Linked DNA regions of Ovis aries: region 1 is linked to region 2. Evidence: chromatin contacts called from public Hi-C data. All regions are on one chromosome and are shown on one strand. Each heading gives the region's core, a stretch centred on a gene start, on an enhancer-like site or on the middle of the called end of the contact. The rest is flanking DNA. Distances are from core to core; before and after follow the strand shown.

What was found. A called contact is a pair of places that touch in the nucleus more often than the background predicts.
Region 1: a contact with region 2 is called in a Hi-C map of liver, with 6 times the contacts expected there. The contact joins two enhancer-like sites. A contact is called at or near these places in 2 of 16 Hi-C or Micro-C datasets (liver and skin fibroblasts).

What each region holds. Positions count from the first base shown.
Region 1 is chr25:7,217,571-7,223,063 of ARS-UI_Ramb_v3.0, forward strand. No RefSeq gene overlaps it. Among named protein-coding and RNA genes, the nearest start is that of TRNAR-CCU, 3.9 kb to the left of the region's middle. Within about 2 kb of position 1,586, at least 32 of the 54 cell types and tissues checked have an H3K27ac peak or open chromatin away from gene starts, as enhancers often do. A contact at or near this core is called in liver, where this site is marked.
Region 2 is chr25:7,023,166-7,028,670 of ARS-UI_Ramb_v3.0, forward strand. The region is part of intron 1 of LOC132658655 (a long non-coding RNA gene); the gene reads right to left. Among named protein-coding and RNA genes, the nearest start is that of TRNAR-CCU, 190 kb to the right of the region's middle. Within about 2 kb of position 2,331, at least 7 of the 54 cell types and tissues checked have an H3K27ac peak or open chromatin away from gene starts, as enhancers often do. A contact at or near this core is called in liver, where this site is marked.

The sequences.
Region 1 (5,493 bases), core at 336-2,835, 190 kb after region 2:
TTGCTTTGCAGGGTCCTATAATGACCTGTGCTTTATCACTTTTAGTCATTTGAAATCCCCACGCAGACACAGAAAGGAAAGGGTTCCGAGGCGCATTTCATAAATATCTGGACGACCTGCTTGGAGGGGCAGAATGGTGGGAGGCCCATCGGCGTCAGTTTCTGAATTGTGCAGAGCAGACTGTGGAACTGCGTGGCTGAGCCTGTGTCAAACTGTCTGCATCTTCTCACGTGGACCTGAGACTCTCCAGTCCCCTCCCCTCGGCCCTCAGTGGGTGAAGCCCCCAGCTGCCCAGTGAGAAGCTCCAGCCTCCCTTGCGCCCTGGAGGGGCCTCTCCCTGGGACACCCTGAGCCACTGTCTGCCTGCACCCACATCCAGACGCTCACTGGCCTGAGGCAGGCCTTATGAGGCAAGGCCTTAATGAGGATGACCATAACCTGCTCCCTCGCTCTCCCGGGGGGTGACTAATTCATTAATCCTGGGAAGGCCCTTTGCAGAGGACAGGCAGGGTATTACTCATGGGACTGAAGGCAGGCACCTGACCCAGTCTGGGCCTGAGTCAGCAGAGAGACCTCCCACCTGCAGGCAGGCTGGGCGAGCTGGCCGGGCTCCCTGCTCAAGGTCAGGGTTGGCCAAGGGGAGGGGTGTGGCCAGCACACCTCCACAGAGTTTGGGAACCGTGTCTCATGGGCGTTTGCATGGTTGAATAAGCCTTCAAATGACTCTGCCAAGAGGCCAGCACACCTTGAGAATATCAGTCAAGACAGGATTTCCTGGTCATTGTTAGGGGAAAATGCTTTTCTCAGAGCGAATTCCTCCCAAGAAATGTTGTTTTCGCCTCCCCTGAGAGGGAAGCGAGCTGAGGCAGCAGCGACGGGCAGTCTGGGGGACCTGAGATAGGTGTGCAAACGTGGGGGACAGCTATGTTTTCTCTCCTCCAGCTCTTGGTCCTCTCAGTCTGCTCCCCACTCACATCTCACAGGAAGAGGAAGTAGCAGCCAGAACTGGGAAGCAAGGGTCAAAACCAGTGCATGAGGGCGAGGGCTGCTCAGGCCTCTACCCACCCTTGACCCAGCGGAGGGGGTTCTGACACAGCGGCAGCTCAGAAGCCAGGAACAGAAAGCTTTTGAGTGGCCAAGTTGACGCCAAGATTCCACTGCCGAGAGCCCGTTTCCTGCACTCGGCACATTCTTCCCCGCCCCTTTCCCCCTTCCAGCCCCTTCTCCCAGTGACCCTGCTCCACGCTGCCTCTGTGCATGCAGCCCTAGTTTCTTTTTCCTTCTAGAACACAAGTCATGCGACCAGAAGGATTGCAGGCACTTCTGCTTTCTCTTTTAGGCCCCCAGGTCCTTATAAGTCTTTCACGGCCCTTGCTGCTTCCCTAGATTGCCTGAAACTCTAGAGGGGCCCCCACCCCCACCACACACAGAATGATAAAGATGCAAAAATAGGATGGACAGAGGGGACCCTGAGGGCAGAAAAGGAGGCAGCTGGGCTACTCCTCTTTGCAGGCACCCAGGGACGGACAGGGCAGACTGGGTTGGGGGCAGAGCAACAGGAACAGGCTACGAAATGATTTTGTTCTGTTCTGTTTGGAAGGAGGTGGGTGGAAATGACAGTTTGGAGAGGATTGGAATGAGGGAAAACGGTTTCAGGGGAGGAAGCCTCTTTTCTCCAGTTCTAACAGTGCCATCCAGTGGCTGAGCGAGCAGGCGCAGGGCAGAGGTGCAGGGCAGAGCCTCTGGACAGCCCCCACGGCCCTGTGGAGAGAGGAGCGGCCGGACTTTCAAAGGGCACCCAGCTGATGGCCGGGGGCCAGCCTCCAGCCGCATAGCCAAACTCTTCCCTAGAATGGTTTGCAAGGACACGGCCAAGAGAGCTCCCCAAGTGCACCCTTAAAAACCCCAGTGGAGGGACTTCCCTGGTGGTCCAGTGGCTAAGACTCTGCAGTCTCGACGCAGGGGTCCCGGCTTCGATCCCTGGTCAGGGAATGAGATCCCACGTACTGCAGCTACAGATTCCCCATGCCACAAGGAAGATCAGAGATCCAGTATGCTGCGATGCAGACAAATAAATAAATAAATAGATAAGATATAAATTGTGTTTCCCGAAGGACAAATAAGATGAGCTTCTTTTTGAAAAATAAAATAACCCAAATGGATAGAGGCGACCAAGCTTACCAGGTTCCTGCTTCGTTTAGCTTCTGCCTACCCACACACAGGCGTTGCCTGGAGGCGTTATCCCATGAGAGACACCAAAGCGTATTTGCAACCGGAAAAGTGGTCAGTGACCAGAGCAAGCCTTTCTGGGCCCTCAGACCCTCGTCTATGTTCAAGGGAGAGCGAGGGCAGAAGGATGCTGAGCGAGACGAGGCAAGGTGAGCACACCTACGGAAACCTAATCAGGCTAAACTTCCAGCTCAGGACACAAATCTCCTGGCATTTCATTTGACTGTAGTTGCTTTCTTTTTTTTCTTTTTTCAACCCTGTAAATCAAAATCAATTTGGCTTAGAACTCCACAAATAGCTTTCTTTCCAAAGAGAGGCATTTTACTAAAATAGGAGACTTTGCCAGCTGTTGTGTGTTTGGTACCTGGAATCAAGGAGCAAGTGGACCTCCATAAGAACGTTCCCCCAGGAGTCCAGGCTCTTGATGCTCTTCACACCCTGACGCTGAGCTGCTGTGAACCTCTGAGGCAGTGACCTCATGTGCTAGCTTCTGTGCTCAGTTTTATCCGGCTCTTGTGACCCCATAGACTAACCCGCCAGGCTCCTCTGTCCATGGGCTTCTCCAGGCATGAATACTGGAGTGGGTTACGATGCCCTCTTCCAGGGGATCTTCCCCACTCAGGGATCGAACCCAGCTCTCCTACATTGCAGGCAGATTCTTTACCGTCTGAACCTGTTCCATAAAACCAGGAGATACAGTGAGATCCACAGTTTTCAAAACTCACTCCTCAGCACTAGCAGAGGGATATCAGTTTGGCGGGACTTTGGTTACCACCTCCTTTACCAGAACAACTCGGCCTTTGTCCATTTTTTTCCATAGTTGGCTGCTAGGCAAGATCTTACAGACAAGCAAAAGTTAGGAGAATTCAGCACCACTAAATCAGCTTTGGGCTTCCCTGGTGGCTCAGACGGTAAAAGTGTCTGCCTGCAATGCAGGGGACCCGGGTTCGATTCCTGGGTCGAGAAGATCCCCTGGAGAAGGAAATGGGAATCCACTCCAGCACTCTGGCCTGGAAAATCCCATGGAAGGAGGAGCCTGATAGGCGACAGTCCATGGGGTCACAAAGAGTCAGACATGACTGAGCGACTGAACTGAACTGAACTGAACTGAAATCAGATTCACAACAAATGCTAAAGGAACTTCTCTAAGCAGGAAACACAAGAGAAGGGGGAAAAAAGAAATACACAAAATAAACCCAAAACAGTTAAGGAAATGGTAATAGGATCCTACATATCGATAATTACCTTAAATGTAAATGGATTAAATGCACAAAAGACAGAATGACTGGGCAGACGAAAACACGCGCATGGATGCCCTTCCACTTACCACATCACTCTGCTTGGCCCCCAAATAGTATGTAATTATTTTATATTGTTAGTTTAATCATGTTTCCATTATGGCTTGCACTTGTAATGATTTTTTATGTTTTGTCTGGCTATCGATTGTGAAAACGTCTTCTACAATTGAAAATAAAAGATCTTATATGAACAAAGGGTTCCACAGTGCCATAGCCAATTTTTTTTAATTTTTCATTTTATTTTACTTTACTTTTCATTTGGCTGCACCAGTTCTTAATTGTGGGATGGGGAATTTAGTTCTGCAACCTAGGATCAAACCCGGACTCTCTATGTTGGGAGCACAGAGTCCCAGCCACCACCAGAGAAGGAGCACCAGAGGTCTCTTCGTGGGCACTTCTGAGGTGCTTGCCTGGACCACAGTTGTCATGACCCCCCACCACGCCAGCAGACGCCCTAACACCACGTCTGTACGTCGTCACTGCATTCCCAGATGACGACTGACTACCCAAGAGATGGACAGCTGTCCCAGGCGACCCAATCTGGTTCTTCCTCCCCAGAATTTGAAAGTGGGTCAGACTGGGTCCAAGTCAGTCTCCCATCAGAGCTGAGGTGGCCAGCAGGGAATGGGTGTCTGGGATTAGGGGAGGAGGGAGGAGCCCCGAGCAGCTTTCCACTCCCCGTGGGGTTCCCCCAACCTCCTCCCGCCATGTCCCCCTTCAGTAAACAATGTCACCTGTTAAAAGCTGCCATGTTCCCCTTCAGTAAACATCCCCTATTAAAAGCTTTAAAAGCTCTAGACAGGATCCTCTAAAAGCTTCTTCCTGTCTCTAAGAAAAAGCGAGATCACCCCGCCCAGTGCAATACACCTCATCTCCCTGGAGCCACATTCTGGTTTTTCTCTTTTTCAAGTGCAGTTTCTGGGACTTCCCTGGTGGTCCAGTGGTTCAGATTCCGCGCCTCCACTGCAGGAGGCGCAGGTTCGATTCCTGGTCAGGGAGCTAAGATTCCACATGCAGCAAGACACAGCAAAAAAGAAAAACGGGCAGTTTCTAAATAGACTTTGTAATTTTACGAACTAAAATGTTTACTGCAGTAGGCATGTAATGACTCAGTACAAAGCAACATTATCATTGCCTCTGTGATTAGTATACTCAAAAGCCATTTATAAATCAATCATTTTCCTGCTGCTATACATTTTAATTTCAAAAACATTTTGTTGTTCCTATGTTCTCAGACCACATTACTGGTAACACATTTCAAAATTTATTAGTCCTGAAATCTTCCATCCAAGGACTTATGCATCTATAAATATGCTAATTCATTCATTCATCCATTTTCTTAGATGAATTTACCAAGATGAAATTCAAGATGAGTTTACTCTGAGATTTACCAAAGAAATGGATGGCAAAAAATCTCTTCAGTAGGAGCTTATAGGGTAGAAAAGAAATAATGTCATTTTCAGCAACATGGATGGACCTTGAGATTATTATACTAAGTCAGTCAGACAAAGACAAATACCATATGATATCACTTATATGTGGAATCTTTATTTTAAAAATGATAAAAATAAACTTATTTACAAAACAGAAACAGAATAACATGTTGCGGTCCATGCGCAGGTTGGAAAAGAATTTCCAGACATGAGGCGGAATGAGACAGAAATTAAGTCTATGAGAGGGAGATGCTCTGAGAACAGCAGGCCAGTTCAAGGGAGAAGCAACGTGGAACAGGGTCCTCAGTCCACTTTCACACCCAGGGTCCAGGAGTGGGATAGGGGAAGAGGAGGGCGGATGCCGTCTGCCTGTGGGGTAGGCGGGGAGACGGGCTGTACTGTTCCATAATAGTTACAGCATGGGGGAGGGAAGGACGACAAGGGTCAGGGTTTTCTGTTCCGCATTCCAAGACCCTCCTTGGTTTTATCTGCTCTTTTATCCTTGGCTCACCACATAACAGACTTAAAAGAAA
Region 2 (5,505 bases), core at 1,081-3,580:
GGGGGAGGTGTTTCAATTGCTGAGCAGAGGGAGTGGGTGCTACTATATGGGCATGGAATAAAATCAGGGTGCTAAACTGCTTCTTAGAGAATCAGTGACCATAATTCTAATTCTTCTTTGGCCCCCACCTTAGCTAAATCATTTAACCTCCCTGAGGTCTTTTTATAATTATTTGTGAAATGTGAATTACAAACATCTCTGAAAATATGTAGTAAATGTGGTTTCCCATTCCACATGCTATTCTCTCTCCTTGAAATACATCTACAAAGTTCTTCCCTCTTCTCCTTCCCTTTCTCTCAGCAAATTCCTATATGCCTTTCAATACTTGGCTTAGAATCTGCTTCCTCCAAGTTCTCCAGACTGAAATGGTTGCCTTTCTCTGTCTTCCATAGCGCCCTGGCTCCCTTCCACCATGGCACTGATGCTCTCTTTCATTAAACAGTGAACTCCTTCTCAACAAAGTGTATCTTGACCACCTTGAAACCCCCAGAACCTAGGAAGACAGGACCTAGTACATGACAGATTCTCAGAAAATTCTTGTTGAATGAATAAATCCCACACTCCATAATCCAAGCCATATTTTCTCACTCGCTTGCAATATGGCATATAGATTACACCTCTAGAAATAAGTCAGAGGCTATGAGATCAGAGAGTTGGGTCAGAAAGCAGAGCAAGGGGCAGGAGGTGCCACCACCCAGACACACCAAGACCTTGGCTCCAAGCAATCTCACTAAATGACACAGCAACCACGGAGGGGAGGGCACCCTTTCTGCCCCTTGCCAAGCTGTAAAAAGTGGTGGCAAGAAAGTGTGTCCAAATCTTCTTTCTCAGATCATGGAATCTAACCACCAGAATATTGATGAATCCCAGAGCAAAGTTGGAGGACAAAGTCGAACAGCAGCCAGTATTGTAGAGTCATCATGGGTCTTAAAGTTTATCTGGTCTACCTTCTGCTCTGTGCACAAACATCTCTGGACCCAGTCAGTCAGTCCCATTCATGGAAGGGTTTCAAAAATCTCAAGCCCTTAAGTTTTAAGTTGGCAAACAGAAAAACCTTGTGATTCCTCTGATACAGTGATGTTTTGAGAATAAACAGAACACTTATTATGCACAATGCACTCTCTTGGGAACCACAAGGAATTCAAAGCACCTGTCCCCAAGAAAAGCTCATGATACAGACGGAGCAGAAAGGCCAGTTCAGCTGTGGACACAACTGAGGGCAGCTGTAATAAGGACTGTAAGCTGAGCATCAGTGTGGGAGAGAAAGGCAAAAGCCAGACCTGGGGGTTTCTGCAGAACTGGCCTCATTCCTTTAAAAACCTCAACCAATTCAAATGACACACTTGATTCAAAAGAATCGACTGTTAGAAAAAAAAAAATGGGACAATCGGAAAAATTTCCATCTGGATTGGATTGGGTGAAAGCAAGGAATTATTTCTATTTTTAGGTCTCGAACAGTAATATTATGACATCTGAAATGTCCGTCTTTTTTAGAGATGCAAAATCTAGTATGTATTGAGTTGGCCAAAAAGTTCATTCAAGGGAGTGCTGGCTCCCTTGAGTGAGCTCAAGAACCTGGTTTGTTTGCCTCTGTGTGGATCAGAGCTCCAAACATCAGCCTGGTGGGTAGAGACCCACCTGTGTTGGCCTGTTTCTCAAGGATATGGTAAGCGCTGAGCCAAGAGAGAAGGCAGACGACTACAAATACCGGACCCTGAATGCAGGCAGAGAGGGAGGGCACCAGGACCTACAGTGCTGACTCTTGCCTCAAGGACAGTCCCCTGAACCCTTCACTGGTGGACCCAGTCTCCGTCCAGACAGACCACCAGTCCCATGTGAGACACTGTTGCTTCCTTCTTGGGACACATGGTCTTCTTGGGAATGTAGTTCCCACTGCTCCTTCTCCTCTGGATTCTCCAGCATCTCCAGAGAAAATAGATCAGAGATGACCACACGAGAGTGAGCCTTGGGGTCACTTGCCCAGGACCGCATCCACCTGCCTCTCCCCACCACCCCTCCCATCCCCAGACAGGATCCCACCTTGCCTGGCACTGTCTCTGCGAGGGAGTGGGCTACCTGGCGGGGCTAAATCGGCTGCTGTTGGCCCGTCAGTGCAGTCCCACAACTGTGCACCTCCCCAGGGCCAGGAGGGGCCTCTGCTGGAGTGGGGTGGGCTCTCAGGCCCTGCCAAAACATCCTACCACCTCATCTCAGGCCTGATTTGCCTCTGACTCACCCAGTTTTTCTGAGATCACAAAACAATGAACCCTGGTCATATCTCCAGAATGGACTTGGTGTTCACTGCTGGGGTTAATTGCCCTGAACGACCTGAGAGTCTTCCTGAAACCACTGTGGTTCACTCGAGTGAGGCAGGAGGTTCCTCTCTCATAAGCTTATCTTCACCACGCAGCCCTGGTAAGTAATTGCTGAGGGTTGCAAAATCAAAGGGAAAATATTTACAATAAAGGTTGACCTAAAAAAGATCTAGACCGGGGTCAGTGTCCCTTCAGCTTGGCCTGACCAATTCCAGACAGAGCGCCTCAGGGGAAGGCAGGGCCTTGGGTACAAAGAGCGTGGGTTTGGAGTAGGCAGAGGCCTGAGTTCAAATCCTGCCTCCCCACTTAACTAGTTGGGGCAACAGAGTTCATCTCAGATGAGATTTCCTATCTCAGAAGGTTTTGCAAAGGAATTGAGATTCGTGCAAGTGAGATGCTTGGCATGAAATAAACATGTTTGGCCTCCTCCTCCACCTCTACACATCAGATTCCTCACCTTTTAAAAATATTTACTTATTTATTTGGCTGCATCAGGCCTTATGTGCAGCACCCAGGATCTTTTGTTGCAGCACACTAACTCTCTACTTACAATGTACATACTTAGTTGCTGCTCAGCATGTGGGATCTTAGTTCCCTGAACAGCAATAGAACCTAAGTCTCCTGCATTGCAAGGCAGATTCCTAACTACTGGACCAGGAGGAAGTCCCCCAGCTTCCTCACCTTTTAGATTAAAAAGCTGGAGGAGGTGGGTCTCAAGGCCACTTTCAGCTCTGACTTCCTGCTGTTCCCTGAAATCACAGGGGTTGTAAGTTCCTCTCCTGTGGAGGATAGGGTGATGCATTCTGCATCCAGCTGCCCTCCTGGCCTCTAACTGACAGGTTCTGGGCTCGGCTGCCATTGTAAAACCACAGGGACACCAAAAGACCTGGGTGGAGGCCTGGTCGCACAGCCTGGACAGGCTCCTAGCCTCCCCTCTCCATCTCAAAGGGCTTCTCTGCTCCATGCACAGCAGGGGTTTGTCCTTTCTGATTTTGTGCACTCTCTCAAAGGTTACCAGCCGAGGACTTCCCTGGTGGCCCAATGGTTAAGAATCTGCCTGTCAATGTAGAGGACATGGGTTCGATCCCTGCTCCAGGAAGATTCCACATGCCGAGGGGAAACTAAGCCCATGCACCGCAACTACTGAAGCCCGCCCTGTAGAGCTCGTGCTCTGCAACAAGAAAAGCCACCGCAATGAGAAGCCCAAGCACAACTAGAGAGTCGTCCCCTCTCTCTGCAACTAGAGAAAGCCTGCAAGCAACAATGATCCCGTGCAGCCAAAACATGAGTAAGTAGTAATTTTTATAAAAAGGTTACCAGTTGGGTAGAAATGCATTATAAGACATTCAGACTTTAGCCATTGTCCTGATGGGCAGCTTAGTGGAGAGAACCACCCTCGGGCAGGTACTGGGAGATGAATTCACTCCTCGCAGGCTGATGGCTTTGGGCTCAAATGCTCCTCTAGTTCCTCACCCCTCCAATGACAAGCCGCCATATCCACTCTTGCTCTGTTGGGTGAGATTTTCCCATCAAATGGTAGATCTTGTGAATGTTTCTGAAAAATATGAAACTCTGGGAAAACGGGAGGGATTGTGGGGACTCCAGCTTGGGTCTCTAAACCAGACCTCCCATTCACCCTTCTGTTGTCCTGGGAAAACCCAAGACAAGAACTGGCCAAGCCCTTCACAGGAGGAATCACTGGAACTCTTTCTCTAACCCTTGGGGAGTAGCTGGCTGCCTTTCCATGGGAAAGCACATGGGATAAGCTGTGTGTCTCTCATGACCTCTAGGTGAGTGACCACATGCTCCCTGTACCCAGGCCATTTCAGTTTATTCTCGTTACCCAGAGTAATCATTAACAGCACCTCCTTTTATTTTCAAAATAGCACCCCAGCTGTGCAAAAAGGTATACGGTCACCATCCCTCCACGCCAAGTACTACGTCTACAGCCAAGCTGGATTGCCTTGACCTTGCATGCTCAGTCGCGTCTGACTCTTTGCAACCCAGTGGACTGTAACCTGCCAGGTTCCACTGCTCATGGAATTTTCTAGACAAGAATACTGGGATGGGTTGCCGTTTCCTATCACAGGGGATCTTCCTGACCCAGGGATCGAAACTGCATCTTTGGTGTCTCCTGCATTGTCAGGCAGATTCTTTACCAACAGCACTACCTGGGAACCTCTGCAATGATTCATCATCTGATGCAGATGTCACCCCCATTGCACTTCTGCAAGAGGGGACACGGTTTCAAGGGGGATCAGAGGGTGTCAGGCCCAGACGTACTCACCAGCCTCCTAAGAGCAGGGGCACAGTGCTGTTCTGTGGCCCTTGGAGACCGGTTCCTTCCTCTCCTCAATTCCTTGCTCATCCAGCTCCATCCGAAGGCTCAGCTCTGCCAGTACCAGCATGGCCCGCCGCTCACCCAGAGCTGCCCCCAGCTGGGCCTCCCAGGTCTCAGAGCTGCTTCCGTTTGAGAACCGCCCGGGAGCCAAGGACATTCTGTGCCGAACAGACTGAAGCTCCTCATCCCCAGGGCTGACTGTTCTCAGCTGTTACTACATCATGACAAGAGAAACTTGAAGGAAGGCTTGGGATGCCACAGATAGTTGAACTGTTGATGTTTAAACATATTTTTCCCTCTCAGCCAGCAATTCTGTGGTTTCTCTTATTGGGTTGGAAGCCCTCTAGAACACTTCATGTTGACAGCAGTTTGTAATTATGTCACTTCCACCCCCTCATGTGCCCAAGAGGGGCCTCACAGAACAAGCACTCGTCCCATTTCACAGATAGGGAGACTAAGTTCAGAACAGGCAAAAGATGCTGATCTTTCACTTGACCTAGCCACGCAGGCTTCCTTCTAATCAAGACTTTGACTAAATCGTTCTCACACACACATACACACGCTTACACAAACTCGAACCGTTTCCCAGGGGACCTTGTATGGTTTCCCCTCTCTGGTTTTACTCGTGATACTTTCCTACTTCCTGGCTATAAATACCCCGAGGTCAAAGACGTCTCTTGGTTTCACTACATCAGCCAAAGAAGCAGTCACTCAGAAGCAGACAGCAGGGAGCAGCCACAAAGGGAGAGGCGGCAGGTCTGCTCCGTCCAGGACAGAGGGGTTATTTCCTTTGTGTTTTGCTTTTCAGAAGCAGCCACCAGAATTCTGTCCGGGAAAGTCAAGCCCCGT